2 separate regions of the Mus musculus genome follow, and region 2 is linked to region 1. Evidence: chromatin contacts called from public Hi-C data. All regions are on one chromosome and are shown on one strand. Each heading gives the region's core, a stretch centred on a gene start, on an enhancer-like site or on the middle of the called end of the contact. The rest is flanking DNA. Distances are from core to core; before and after follow the strand shown.

Region 1 (6,432 bases), core at 2,688-5,187:
GAATTTTGGTCAAGGTCTGGTTCCTAACAGATTTGGGTGCTACAAAATAGCACTTTCATTTTCTAAAAGTGGCACTTGCTGTCCACTGCGGCCTGATAATGGTAGTTAATCAGCTCAAAAGCTGAATCACAACTATTAGAATCAAAATAAGGGGGACTGGAGAGATGGCTCAGCGGTTAAGAGCACTGACTGCTCTTTCGAAGGTCCTGAGTTCAAATCCCAGTAACCACGTGGTAGCGCACAACCATCTGTAATGAGATCTGTAATGAGATCTGATGTCCTCGTCTGGGGTGTCTGAAGACAACTACAGTGTACTTAGATTATATAGTTAGATTATATATAATAAAGAAATATTTAAACCAGAGTGAGACCATAGCAAGCGGAGCCCACCAGAGCAAGCAGAGGTCCTGAATTCAAATTCCCAGCAACCACATAATGGCTCACAACCATCAGTACAGCTACAGTGTACTCATATACATAAAAATAAATGAATGAATAAATAAATTAATAAATCTTAAAAAAATGAAAATTAGTGTTTACCTTCTATGTCTATGGATGTCTATCTACATATATTAGGCAAGATGGAGCTTAGATGCTTTATATTTCTGGTAACTTACTTATGAGGCTGCTTATTTTTTTCTAGCTAAATATTTATAATTTATTTTTATCTCATATTTTGATTTAAAGAGTTCTAATTATTTCATGTACAATTTTCATTAGAAAATGAAAAATATTGGACCGAAGTGTTCTCTCTAGAGAAAATAGTGATCTTTTGAAGATTTTCATTTTCATAGTATGGAGAACATTCTAGTGATGACGTAAAATATTCCAAAAGTCTTGCTATATTCTATTTAAAATGGCAGTTTAAAATATTTGAATTTTATGGGCAAATATTCCGATTTATGAAATTTAGAAATAAATTTATGAAGCACATTAGTATGAAGTGATGTAATGAGGCACACAAAAAATGGACCCAAATGTAAACAGAAATATAACTTGTGGTGTGTTTTACAAATTTTGTATAGTCTCCGCATTGAGAAGGCCACAGAAATGAATGTATACAATAGGGATGGAACCCTCACAGACATAATAAAAACATTTTTTGACCATTAGAAGGTCAAGGAATAATGAGCCACAGCACACCATTTAGTACTTTATACTATGGTCATAACGAGTTACTACCTCATAAGTCCTAATGCAAAGGTACTATTTGCCGAATGCAGAAATAATTCCAGAAAGAATTCTTCCTTGGATATTTTCAAAGTAATGTCCATTCTGCTGGCTTCAGTTCACCAGTAGTACCACCAATATTAACTTTGGAATGAGTGGCAGGATAATGATTTCCACCTTGTAAAGACAGGTCTGCACATGGCAGGACATTAGGGACCAAAGCTGTCCATCTACAGCATATATTATTGGATAGCTATTTGACCCAATTTACATCCACATAGCTAGGACTTTATGGTCTGAGGACCATTGAACTCTAAGACGTGTGGAATGTGTCCCAATTACCACAACACCTGTGCAGAATTGGATGGCTTTGCTTCAATGTGCCATCTTGCAGTGCTCAATAACCTGCCATGGGACATTCCCCACTGGTGGTTTGAGGATCTACTGGATGAACAGCCAGTAACTAAACCTAACCTGGGAGGTACAGGGTCAGGCATAACAATGCCCTTAGTGCTTGCGAATATCTTCTGGACTGAGTCTTCTTTTTATCACCTGTGACTTGAGAACCAATTTCTGACAAAGTGAGGTGCCCACTGGGGTATTTGTTTTTTCATATATATATGAACCCTACTGTGTTGCTTTGGCTGGGGTCAAACTCATTCCAAGGAGCATTTATGATGGGAAAAATAAAAGGTAAAAAGAAAAATATCAATGATTTTCTCATTGCACTGTGACTTTACTGGGTTACCTCTGTTCATCTACAGTGCATCAAGACCTTCTAGGAGACATCTTAGCTACTCGGACTTCTACTCCTGCTTCATCTAACCCTGCTCTGCTTTTCTCTTAAACATCACGGATTAGGTCAGTTTCACTTTGAAAAAGAATTATAGTTTGAAAAGCAAGGAGGAACCTGGGAAATCACGACTGGACAGAAGTTTCTCGAGGAGACCTTCTCTTGTGAGCCTTATTCCCTTGAGGCAGAGTGTCTCTTTGTTTCTGCAGGACTTGGGGTTAGTGTGTGGCCAGTGAGCCTCGCTCTTTCCTATCTCCGTGTCTCAGTGCTGTTGTAACAGAGGGTCCCTGAACATGTCTAGACCTTTAGATGTAGGCTGGGGTATGCACTTACATCATCATGCTTGCAGTTAGCTTTATTACCCACCACATCACCTCCTCTACTCCTTCACCCTCTTTTTAAGTAAATCTCTCTTATTCCAAATATCCTCTGCTTCTATAATAACAACTCGCTCTTGAAGGTCACTACAAATTGGACCCTTGTTTTAAATGACCTGCACCTGGCCAGTTTAGTTGTTCCTTAAAACAACTCCTTTGGCATATTTTCTAGTCTCTACTTCCCAGACAAGTAGATAAGGGAATAAAGGAAGAGTTTGAAAGCAGGGGTTTGAACTCTAGCAGTCGATGTCCAGAAACTATCCTTTATTCGGTCTTGGTTCACACTCCTCAATGACTGACATGATGTATCCAGTCCCCTGCTAGTGGTGTGCTTTTGAGCAGTGCCATAGTCTTTAATTTAAAGGGAACCCTTAGGAGTTAGACTTGCTATGGATTTTGGAATAAAATTGTGCGATCGCTTGACTGACCACTTTGCACAAGTGTTGTTTTTATCCTCAGATTCCTGGAAACGTGTTGAGATGCATTTCTAGTGAACTGAAAAATATAGCATGGCCACTGTTGCAAATTGTTGTAAGAGTGGTGGTAGTATGCGCGCTGTGAAGCTCCTAAAGCCCTTGCACGCTCACATATGTCACATGCTGAAACTTACTAGTCGATATTCCTTCTTTCTCTACTGTTCTCTTCCTTCCAGGAAGAAGTCTTCAGTTTTCCCTGCATCTGCTCAAATCAAAGAACAACTATGTGTGAGCAAATCTGAGCATATTCTTTTAGTATCTTTACAGGCATTAATTTATTCAGACCCTTATGTATTCACTTTCTGTCTTTCAGAATTTTGCGATAAGGCAATTGGGCTGTAACTGAGTCTTTTCTACTATTCTTCTATAAAAACCAGTGCTGAAATATGTAGACCTATATACCTGACTTACTCTTTATCATTTACGTTCATCCTTCCTGGAGGACCAAACATTGAATTTATAATATTTAAGGGTCGCTCATTGCCATAGTGTCATTATTCTGGGTAGTTTTGTTCTTAAGTGCCACAACTATGGAATTATTAGTCATTGTCATGTGATGGGAACAGCTGGTCTTTATTAAAAGCTCATGTGCGTTTGCAAGAAATGCTAAGCACATACCGCATTTAATCTTCATGCCAGCATATCAGCGAGTTTATGGATAGCTGTATGATGCTATGAAGAAATGTCATGGTTTCATATTCTACATTTGGGGAAAGTGGTTTTAAAAAGTCTGCTAGAAATTTCAGGCAGCAAGAGGAGTTAGGAGTAATCTTAGCAATCTATGTAATCAAACCGCCACGATATTCCTCCTCCGTTTGAGCTTCTGGAGAATGACATGTGCATGTAGATGAGTTCAGACACTTGTCCAGGGAATGAAAAAGAGAGAAAAAAAATCTTTCCATGGGTTGCACAAGAGGGTCGCTATTAAACATTCTCTAGCACAAAATACTTAAGGCTCTGTGACTCGGCGTAGAAATTCATTTCTGCCGGAATTGGATTTTCTTACAGAATAAGCCCCCTCCCCCATTTTTTCCAATTCTCTCCTTTTCAGAAGCGTCCGATTGTCTTGCAAGACGTACCAGTAGATGGCAGCAAAAGCCCGCCCTAGACCCCAGAAGGAGTGACTGAGTGGCAGGAGGAAGCACAAGATGGCTTTTAAAGTATCATCAAGCCACCTCCTTACCTGACACGTGGGAGGGGCTGATTTTTCAGGTCACACACGTTGTCTTATTACTTTAGAAAATAATCATGTAGAAAGGCTTTTCCGTTGTGTTTGTTGCTACATTTGTGCAGGAAGGAGACTGTCAAGCCGAAATCAAACTAATAGCAGGAAAAAAAAATGCCGACCCAGGAGAAGTGCAGATAATTTCCATTAAGAATGTTACTCATGGGTTTTCAAAGAAATTTTTTTCATCACCAAATCTGATCAGTGAAGCATTCTTCTTCATAAATTATTTATCAGAATCTTGTCTCTCTCTTATCCTTCCCCACTATCGAAAAGAACAAAACCCAACTTCGGGTGAATTCTTCTTTAAGGACATGTGGGTAACATTTCTTTCCACCTTCCTGTGTCAGTAATGAAACACAATTGTGTCAAAAACCCAAATACAACAAGAGATGCTTTTACTTTACATGAGAATCTTTTTCACAAAGACCATCACCCTTGACATCTAACGTTTTTCTGTTAGTATTTATTTGATCTTCACATATTGCTGGCTCATTTATCTGGGCCACTGTGCTTTGTACTTCAACTGAATTGGTTCTGAAATCTGAATGCGAGGCTTCTTCAGTATGTGTGCCATGTTGAAAAGCAAAACGCATCTCAGAGTGTTTGTTTCAGTGCATCTTAAATAGAGATGAAAGTATTTTACAGGGCTGTTGTGAGAGTTATATACAAGAGATAATGGATCCAGTGAAACTGTCAGCTTGGTACTGAACAAAAGTTCACTGTGGCTTTAGACCACACATGAGAACACAATGGCTAAGATTCCTTCTAGTTTTCTGGGTCTGAGAGTCTATTCGTGAGTTCCTCCTTACTCAACCATAGACAGACAGACATCCATCCTGGAAAAGGAGAAAGCTGCAAGATACTGAGAAGAAAATGATCTAAAGGATGAGAGATTGGCTCACAGGGAGTAGTGTTTCTTTTATGACTATTAAACGCCACTGCATTATTCATCTCTGTCAGGAGTTCATTATGCATCAATGAGACAAAAAGAAAAAAAAAAGAAGAAAAATGATATTGTTAGAGAGGAGAAAAAAAATCAAAACACAGTTTCTGAAAGGATGTCATCACCATTATCTATGCTTGATCTAAAGAAGAATAGCCAAGATTGATCAGGGCCTGGTGGCATAGGCCTGCAATCACAGATATGCAAGAGGCCAAGGCAGGAAGAGGGCAAGTTTAAAGCCAGAATGGATTACACAGTAAGCTCAAGGGCGGTCTATGTAAGTTCATGAGGCCCGGCTTCACAATAGAAAGTATAAAAGGTACTAGGACTAGATCTCGATAGAGAAGTGCTTACTTGTCATGTATGAAGCCCATGTTTAACTAATCTTAAAAAGAAATTATCCGGGACTTGAAAACAGAATTGATGATCTTTGAGAGCCAATTCCATTCTGTATTGACTTGTTTTATGTATATTTAAAAATGTTTGTTATGTGTTTGAAATGAAATCCTACATTAGAAAATAATTCTTCTTCACATGGACAGTCTGGCAACGTAGGTTAACTGCTTTGGAATGCTCTGAGCATTTGAGGCTCTGCGTTTGTGGCCATAGAGGGTCATGAACGTGGCTGTGCTATATGGTTATAACCTACGGGAGTCAGAGTGCTCAGGCCCATTTTGCAGAAGATGAAATGGAGACACTTAGCTAAGGGCTAGCTAACTCGGCAGATGGGGATGAGATATCAGAGTTCTGTGAGTCCTCCACCACTCCTGCTACTCTGCTCTTATAGCTTCTAAAATAAGCAAATATATAACTATGAAGGTGAGTGAGTAATCTGCAGTCTCCCTTGCTACCCTCGGCCCGCAATTGGCAGTGCCTAGTCAAGGGTAGTTGTGGTCTTTCTTGTTTAAAGAAAGCTCATCTTTGCTTACCCACCAGTGAATGTTTATAGGAAACGCAATATGTGATATCTTGCAGAGGAGGACACAGAATGCTTTTGTAAAACAAAGACCTTGAAGTTAAGAAAGGCTGTCCTCGTCTGATGCACGTAGGGAATACACAGAAAATTGCATAGGATCTGAACATAAAGGGTAATGAAGCCAACTTGGAGCTAAATGTTGTTTGATATCTAGCCAGTTCAGCCGCCTGCAAGAGTCTCGTCATTGTAAATGGAAATGGAAATGATGAGAGAAATATATGTATATATGTGTGTGTATGTGTGTGTGTGTGTGTATTCATATATACATAAACACATAATTTAGCTTTAGATGGAACAATTACCATGTGTTCTTGCATAGAAGGCATAGCATGGCATAGGTTAGCTACTACAATTATTACCATGTAGTCCTTGCTTCTGTGTCTGCAAGAAATCTGTAGCTTTTGCCAATGGTTGAAAGTCAGGTTGGTATTAGATATTCAACTTAATATATTTTAATGTGAACAACAAC
Region 2 (6,432 bases), core at 1,359-3,858, 4.9 Mb after region 1:
TACATTTCAAATATCTCCTTTTCTGGTTACCCCTCCACACATTGCCCCCCCCCAACCCATAACCCATCTCCCTCTCCCTTTTGCCTCTATGAGGGTGCTCCTTTATCCTCTCATTCACTCCCGCCTCTCCACTATGACCTCCCCCTATGCTGTGGCATCAAGCCTCCACAGGACCAAGGGCCTCCTCTCCCATTGATGTCAGATAAGGCCATCCTCTGATACATACATATCTGGAGCCATGGAACATCCATGTATACATTTTTGTTAGTGGTTTAGTCCCTGGGAGCTCTGGGAGGTCCAGATAGTTGATATTGTTCTTTCTATGGAGTTGTAATCCCCTTATCCTTCTTTAGTCCTTCCCCTAACTCTCCCATTGGGGTTCCCGGGGTCCTTCCGATGGTTAGCTGTATCTGCATCTGTAAGGGTCAAGCACTAGTAGAACCTCTCAGGGAACAGCCATACAAGGCGCCTATCAACAAGTGCTTCTTGGTATCAGCAAAAGTGTGGGAGTTTGGTGTGTGCAGATGAGATGGATCCCTAGGTGAAGTGGTCTCTGGCTGGCCTTTCCTTCAGTCTCTGTTCCATTTTTGTCCCTGTCTTTTCTTTGGACAGGAATGTTTGTGGTAGATATTCATTCTAATATTTTAGTAGTGTTGCTCATGTCTGGTGATTCTGAGGATCCTGTTAATATGTTGTGATAGTTACCTGTTAATATGTTATTATAGTTACATCTGAACTTTGGAGAAGACACATTAATCCCACAACAATCTATTTTTATGTTGGACTTAAGAGAATACATAATCACCCCTGCGAGGTCAAGGGCAAAGAGACTAGGTGCTTCATCCCTGACCCTCTTCCTCCAAGGTGAGGTTAATCCAGACGGAAGAACCAAGATTGCACTTTAGGCTTATATTCACAGTAAAAAAAGAAATAATTTTTCTTGCAAAAGGAATCTATTTTTGAAAGCAGTTTCTTTAGTACCTCGTACACTAGGTGTAGGCACTTGGTGCATGCTTTGGACTGAGAATGGATAGAAATTCTTTCCCCTTTGTGCCAGTATTTCACAAATCTGTAGATGCTATCTCCACCTTTCACCTATAAAGTCTGGAAAGGCAGAGGTTTGGGTGAAGCTTAAGATGGCCATCCATGCCAACTATCCCCTCTTTGAAGTTCACAATTCTCACCATGGGCAACTCCCTCTTTAAAGAATTACTCTTTTACCCCCAATTCTCCTCCTTTGTGTTTTGCTATCAGTATATATATAAAATGTTTGTGTGCAATTAGGTATTCCTATTCTTATAAAAGGATTGATTTTTCAAAAGCATGGAATGTACTAGAGCTCGTTCCAATATCACACCGTGTATTATACTGTGTAAAAGAGAAAGTGAGAGATGATGTCATTAAAAAGAAAGAGAGAGTGATGTCATTGCTGTTTCTGAGTCTATCATCCTTCTCCTATATCCTTAGTCCTTTCTTTGTTAAACTATTCCAAATTAAAAAGAGAAAAATTCATTATTGGTTTGGTTGAAGTGCCTGTCATCTATCCAACATAGGACAGTTAAAGAAAGTTGACTTGAGTAACGGGGCCTCATATGTTCAGGAAATTCAGTGGATTTTTTTTTTTGCCATCTTCCTTGTTGGAGAAATAATTAAAGGTAGAAGAGCATACGCTCATCAATCCACCTATTTGATGAAGATGTCAGTGGTAAACTGTGGCACATAAGAATGTAAATAGAGACATCTTTCACTCCAAAGGGCCTCAGCCCTCATGACAGCTGCCACGACATCAGTATTCCTTCTTTCTGATGGAATATTTAATTTATAGTAAGTACATTCATTTTTATATGGTACAGATTTCAAATTTGACAAATTGATGCACACAGAGGCTTCTTTGTGTGCTTGTAATTTCAGTGCTTGAGGGAGACTAATGTAGCCCTTGTTAGAAATCTCAGCATTAGAAGTCCTAACTAGGTGGGGTCAACTTGGAAAGAATTATCTCCATTCCTTTTTTCTTACACTCCTGCATAAAATCAAACTCAGTTGTTCTAGAGATCTGTTACATTCAAGAATTTCAAATTGCAAGGATACACTTAAGGAGAGTTTATTCCAATCGGCTCTTATACATCCAATCTTTCTGTGGCTCGTGACCCATGCAAGAGAGCAACCTTTGTGTCCTAGTCACTGGTAGTGTCTTCTATGAACTGTTAGATGACTGTGAGATATAAACGCAAAAAAAATGTACAACACAGCTTTCATACAAGTCACGTGTGCACAAGCTTCTCCAGCCTGAAGCTACTGTGAAAGTTGAGGCTAAGTGGAGTCCACATCCCCGCCTACCACAAGCTATCCTCAGACTGTCTAAGGATGCAGACTTCTCTAAGGATGGGATCTGGGGCACTCCCTGTCTTGTTTATGAGAACTGATACTGCAATGAGCCGTGTCTCAAAACACCAGAGTAAGTTCTGACAGGACACGTATTTATCTTCTGCCAGGTTTATGGTGAGGACATTTTAAAACTTGGCTTCTGAAAACCGCAGCTGAATATACGGCATGAGATGGAGTGAGGTAACATGTTCTGAACAAGAGGAAATTATCTTCAAGTCATGAAGCCGTACACTATACACAATCGTGTTTATACAGACACATCCACGCATATGCTGATGACATAAATTCCTTTCTTTTACTTTCTTTTGAGTGCTAGCAAGGGATTTTGTCAATATTTTAAAGACATTCTTTGCCTTTTCAAATTGTATTTTCAAAATACATAAACCACAATGCTATCCTGTAAAGACAAAATTGGAATATTATTCTTTTTTTCTATATCTCATCTTTCTACAGCTTTCACACTCTATATTCATCTTAACAAACACAAGCACATCCTATATATTTTGCAGTAAAGTGTGATGCCACACAGTGAAAGGTGTCTTGCTGTTACCTGAGGATGGCAATTGGGTCCATTTATTTCCCATTAGTTCTGGTTCTCTTACTATCTTAGATCCCGAGGAAGATGCTGCTATGTACGGATGAAGTCATTGTTCTATTCACAGCTGAACAAATTGTCTTCCTTGCTGGTGCTGATTTCTTTAACAATCTTTGCAACTTGTCAAGGACAAGGAGGGTCAAGAATAGCTTTCCCATTTTAAGCTACATGACAAAACAGCACAAAGTGTCCCATTTCAGCAAGTCTGCATGAAGTTTATTCTTGTCATCGGTGCAATCAAACCAAATCTGTTCACCAGTGCTCAAATGTATTAGTGTTCTACTCCTTTATAATTCAGGAATTAGAGAGCCATCTACTGGTCTCCTCTTTCTAGCTGACTTTTTAAAACAGCTAGGCAGCCATCCCAAATTAGTGATCTCTTTCACTGTACTTTGAGAAAGACAGTGATATTGTCCCTTTCTAAATATGAAGAGTAAAATAGGAATAGAATTATATCTTGTGCAAGTTGAAGAAAACAGAAAATATAGAGTATAGGTAAAATAAAATGATGATTTCAATATGGCAAATCTGCCATATAATTAGGGACTTTGTTTTGTTGTAGACAGTAATAAACAGAAATAACAAAAAAGCATTAAACACTGGGTAGAGCATTGAGATGACTATGGGGGTAAAGTTGCTTACTTCTATGTCTCATTTAAGTTCAATTTCAAGAATCCACGTGCTAGAAGGAAAGAGGCAATTCTTTCATTTTTGTCCTCTGTCTTCCATGTGTGCACTTAGGCACACACATAGACGTATGCATACATACACATGTATAAACACATGCATATATGTCCAAATCAATAAATAATTAAAGAATGGAGATGAATGCTATTTAAAAACACTAGGTGAACAGTTTTGGCAGCAAAGAAATTATTTGGGACTTGGAGAAGGGGGCTCTGAACATAAATGTTGCATAAATGTCTTGTTCAAAAGATCTGTTAGCTCAGAGCAGTGGCTTCTGGCATAGAAGAATGCAAAGGTAATGTATAGCCTCTGTAAGGCTGGCTTTTGCCATTTATTAGTCAGTAATAATCATACTGTTTCTCTTTTTCTGAGGGTAACATGACACAGTAGGTACTTAGTATCCAGTAAATAGGTTGAGTATCTGTTAGTTTTAATAGGATTATCACTCTGTTGGAAATTTAATGATAGTTGCTCCAGGAAGTCAAGCTTATTTTTTGTTTTTTAGATCCATTTCTGCTTAAGTAGACTGATGTCAAGGCAAAGGAGCAAAATTCACTGCAAAGGTTTTTGAAGCACACCCACGTACTTAAGAAATCTTCACCACTTGCAATAGATGTGCAAATATGTTTACATCGTTTGATTCCTTTCTTTTCTCAATTGAGCAGTAAAACATGAAATTCATCCATGAAATGAATCAGTAAAAAATTGATGTGAGAGGCTTGACAATGTGGATTTTTTAAAATTATACCTCCGTTGCAGCACCCCACCTCTCTCTTCTCCTCTCAGTCCCATCCTCACAAGTACCTCCCCTCACTACACCCTCTTTCCCTTGGGAAGCGCTCCTTGGGTACCACCCTGCCCTGGAAAAACAAGTCCCAGCAGGACCAAGAACATTCTTCTCCATTGAGGTTTGACCAGGCAGGCCAGGATCCAAAGGCAGGCAACAGAGTCAGAGACAGCCCCCTGCTCCAAATGTAAAGAGACCCACCTGCAGACCAAACTGCACTTCGGCTATAAATATGTAGGGAGCCTAGGTCCAGCCCCTGCATACTTTTTGGTTGGTTCAGTCTCTGTGATTCCCCCATGGGTCCAGAGTAGTTGGCTCTGTAGGTCTTCCTGTATTGTCCTTGACCCCTCTGGCTCACTCACTCCTTTCAGTCACTCTTCCACGAGACTCCTTAGACTGATGTTTGGCTGTGGTCCCCGCATCTAAACTACTGGTGAAAGCCTCTCAGGAGACAATTATGCTAGGTTCCTACCTGCAAGCATAGCAGAGCATTATTCAAAATTGTACAGACTGACGAAGTACAAGGTGTTATTCTGGAATGACTTGACATAAGTAAGTCATGCTAATGAACACATCCATAGCCACACCAATGAAGTCTTTGTTTAGGATGGTTAAGAATATCAAGGCTCTATTCCCTTGGCTGTCTTCAGGTATTGGGTAGGTGTTTGTAGGCACTTCCCACATATGGTACACAAACATACTTGGCTTATTTCACTTAAAGTAAAAATCTTCAAGAGCCATCCACATTGTCACCAATCCCTTTATTAAGACTAAAAAGTGGTGTTAGAGAAAGGGTCCAGTGGTTAAGAACACCAGCTGACCTGCAAGAAAACTTATTTTGTGAACCCAGCACCTGGTGGCTAAGAATCACTCCAGTTCCAGAGGACCTGAACACTCTATTTTAGCCTCTGTGAGCATTGCCCACGCACAGTACACAGACATACAGCAGGAAAAACATTCATAAAATAAAAATATTTAATTAATTCTTAGACTGTGAAGTGCTCTGTTCTTTTATATCTGTGCATTCGTTGCCACATGCTTAGACAGACTCCATATGTAGATCAATGTGACTCTGTAATGCACATGAGAACCCAGACACAATTTCAGCATTCTGCCTTACTTTCCTTTAGATACAAACACGACAGTGAAATTGCTTAATCATATATTAGCTTTAGCCTCAATGCTTTCTAAAATAGCTTCCAATTTACCTTCCCACCCACAATGTACAAGTTCCCCTTTACTCTGCCTTCTTGCCAACAATTGCTAGCTTTTGTCTTAGGATAATAATCACTCTAGCAAATAGCTCATTGTGGTTTTAATTTGTATTACCCAGTTGATTAGTAATGTTGAATATCTGTGTGTTCTTTAGAGAAATATCTGTTCAGATTGTTTTCTGTATCTCATCCAGATTGCTTGTTTTCTTAAAAATGAGGTGAGTTCCTGACACAATTGGGGTGTCAACCCCTTGTCAGCCCTTTCAAATATCTTCTGCAAGTTTACATACTATTTACTCTTCTGATTCTTTCTGTTGGTGTGCACAAGTGTTTTAATTAGAAGCCACTATATTTGCCTTTTTCACTTGCTTGTCTCTGTTTCAAGTTCACTGAATGAATGCCAAAACTAATATCAAAGTTACTTTTGTTCTACATGTTTTCACAGTAAGTTTGTAGTTTTCCATCTTGACATAAGGTTGATTAATGTATTGTACAATGGCTTTTGTACATGATGAGAGAGTAGGGTAAAAATTCATTCTTCTGCATCATGAGGATATAAGATCAGTTGTCTAATAAATAGTAGATTATCTCTGAGATTTACACTTTATTCAATTGAGTGGGCTGTTTTTATTAGTGTAAATGTGTGTATGCATGTGTATCCTGTGAGATTTTGAACATATATATATATATATATATGAATATATGTTTGAATATACATGTATTAGTCTGCCAGTATGTTATGTATGTATGTATGTATGTATGTA

What was found. A called contact is a pair of places that touch in the nucleus more often than the background predicts.
Region 2: a contact with region 1 is called in a Hi-C map of cortical neurons, with 9 times the contacts expected there. The contact joins two enhancer-like sites. A contact is called at or near these places in 2 of 484 Hi-C or Micro-C datasets (cerebral cortex and cortical neurons).

The regions. Positions count from the first base shown.
Region 1 is chr12:92,299,479-92,305,910 of GRCm38.p6, forward strand. No RefSeq gene overlaps it. Among named protein-coding and RNA genes, the nearest start is that of Gm40548, 300 kb to the left of the region's middle. Within about 2 kb of position 3,938, at least 12 of the 459 cell types and tissues checked have an H3K27ac peak or open chromatin away from gene starts, as enhancers often do. A contact at or near this core is called in cortical neurons, where this site is marked.
Region 2 is chr12:97,215,438-97,221,869 of GRCm38.p6, forward strand. No RefSeq gene overlaps it. Among named protein-coding and RNA genes, the nearest start is that of Gm40552, 24 kb to the right of the region's middle. Within about 2 kb of position 2,609, at least 10 of the 459 cell types and tissues checked have an H3K27ac peak or open chromatin away from gene starts, as enhancers often do. A contact at or near this core is called in cortical neurons, where this site is marked.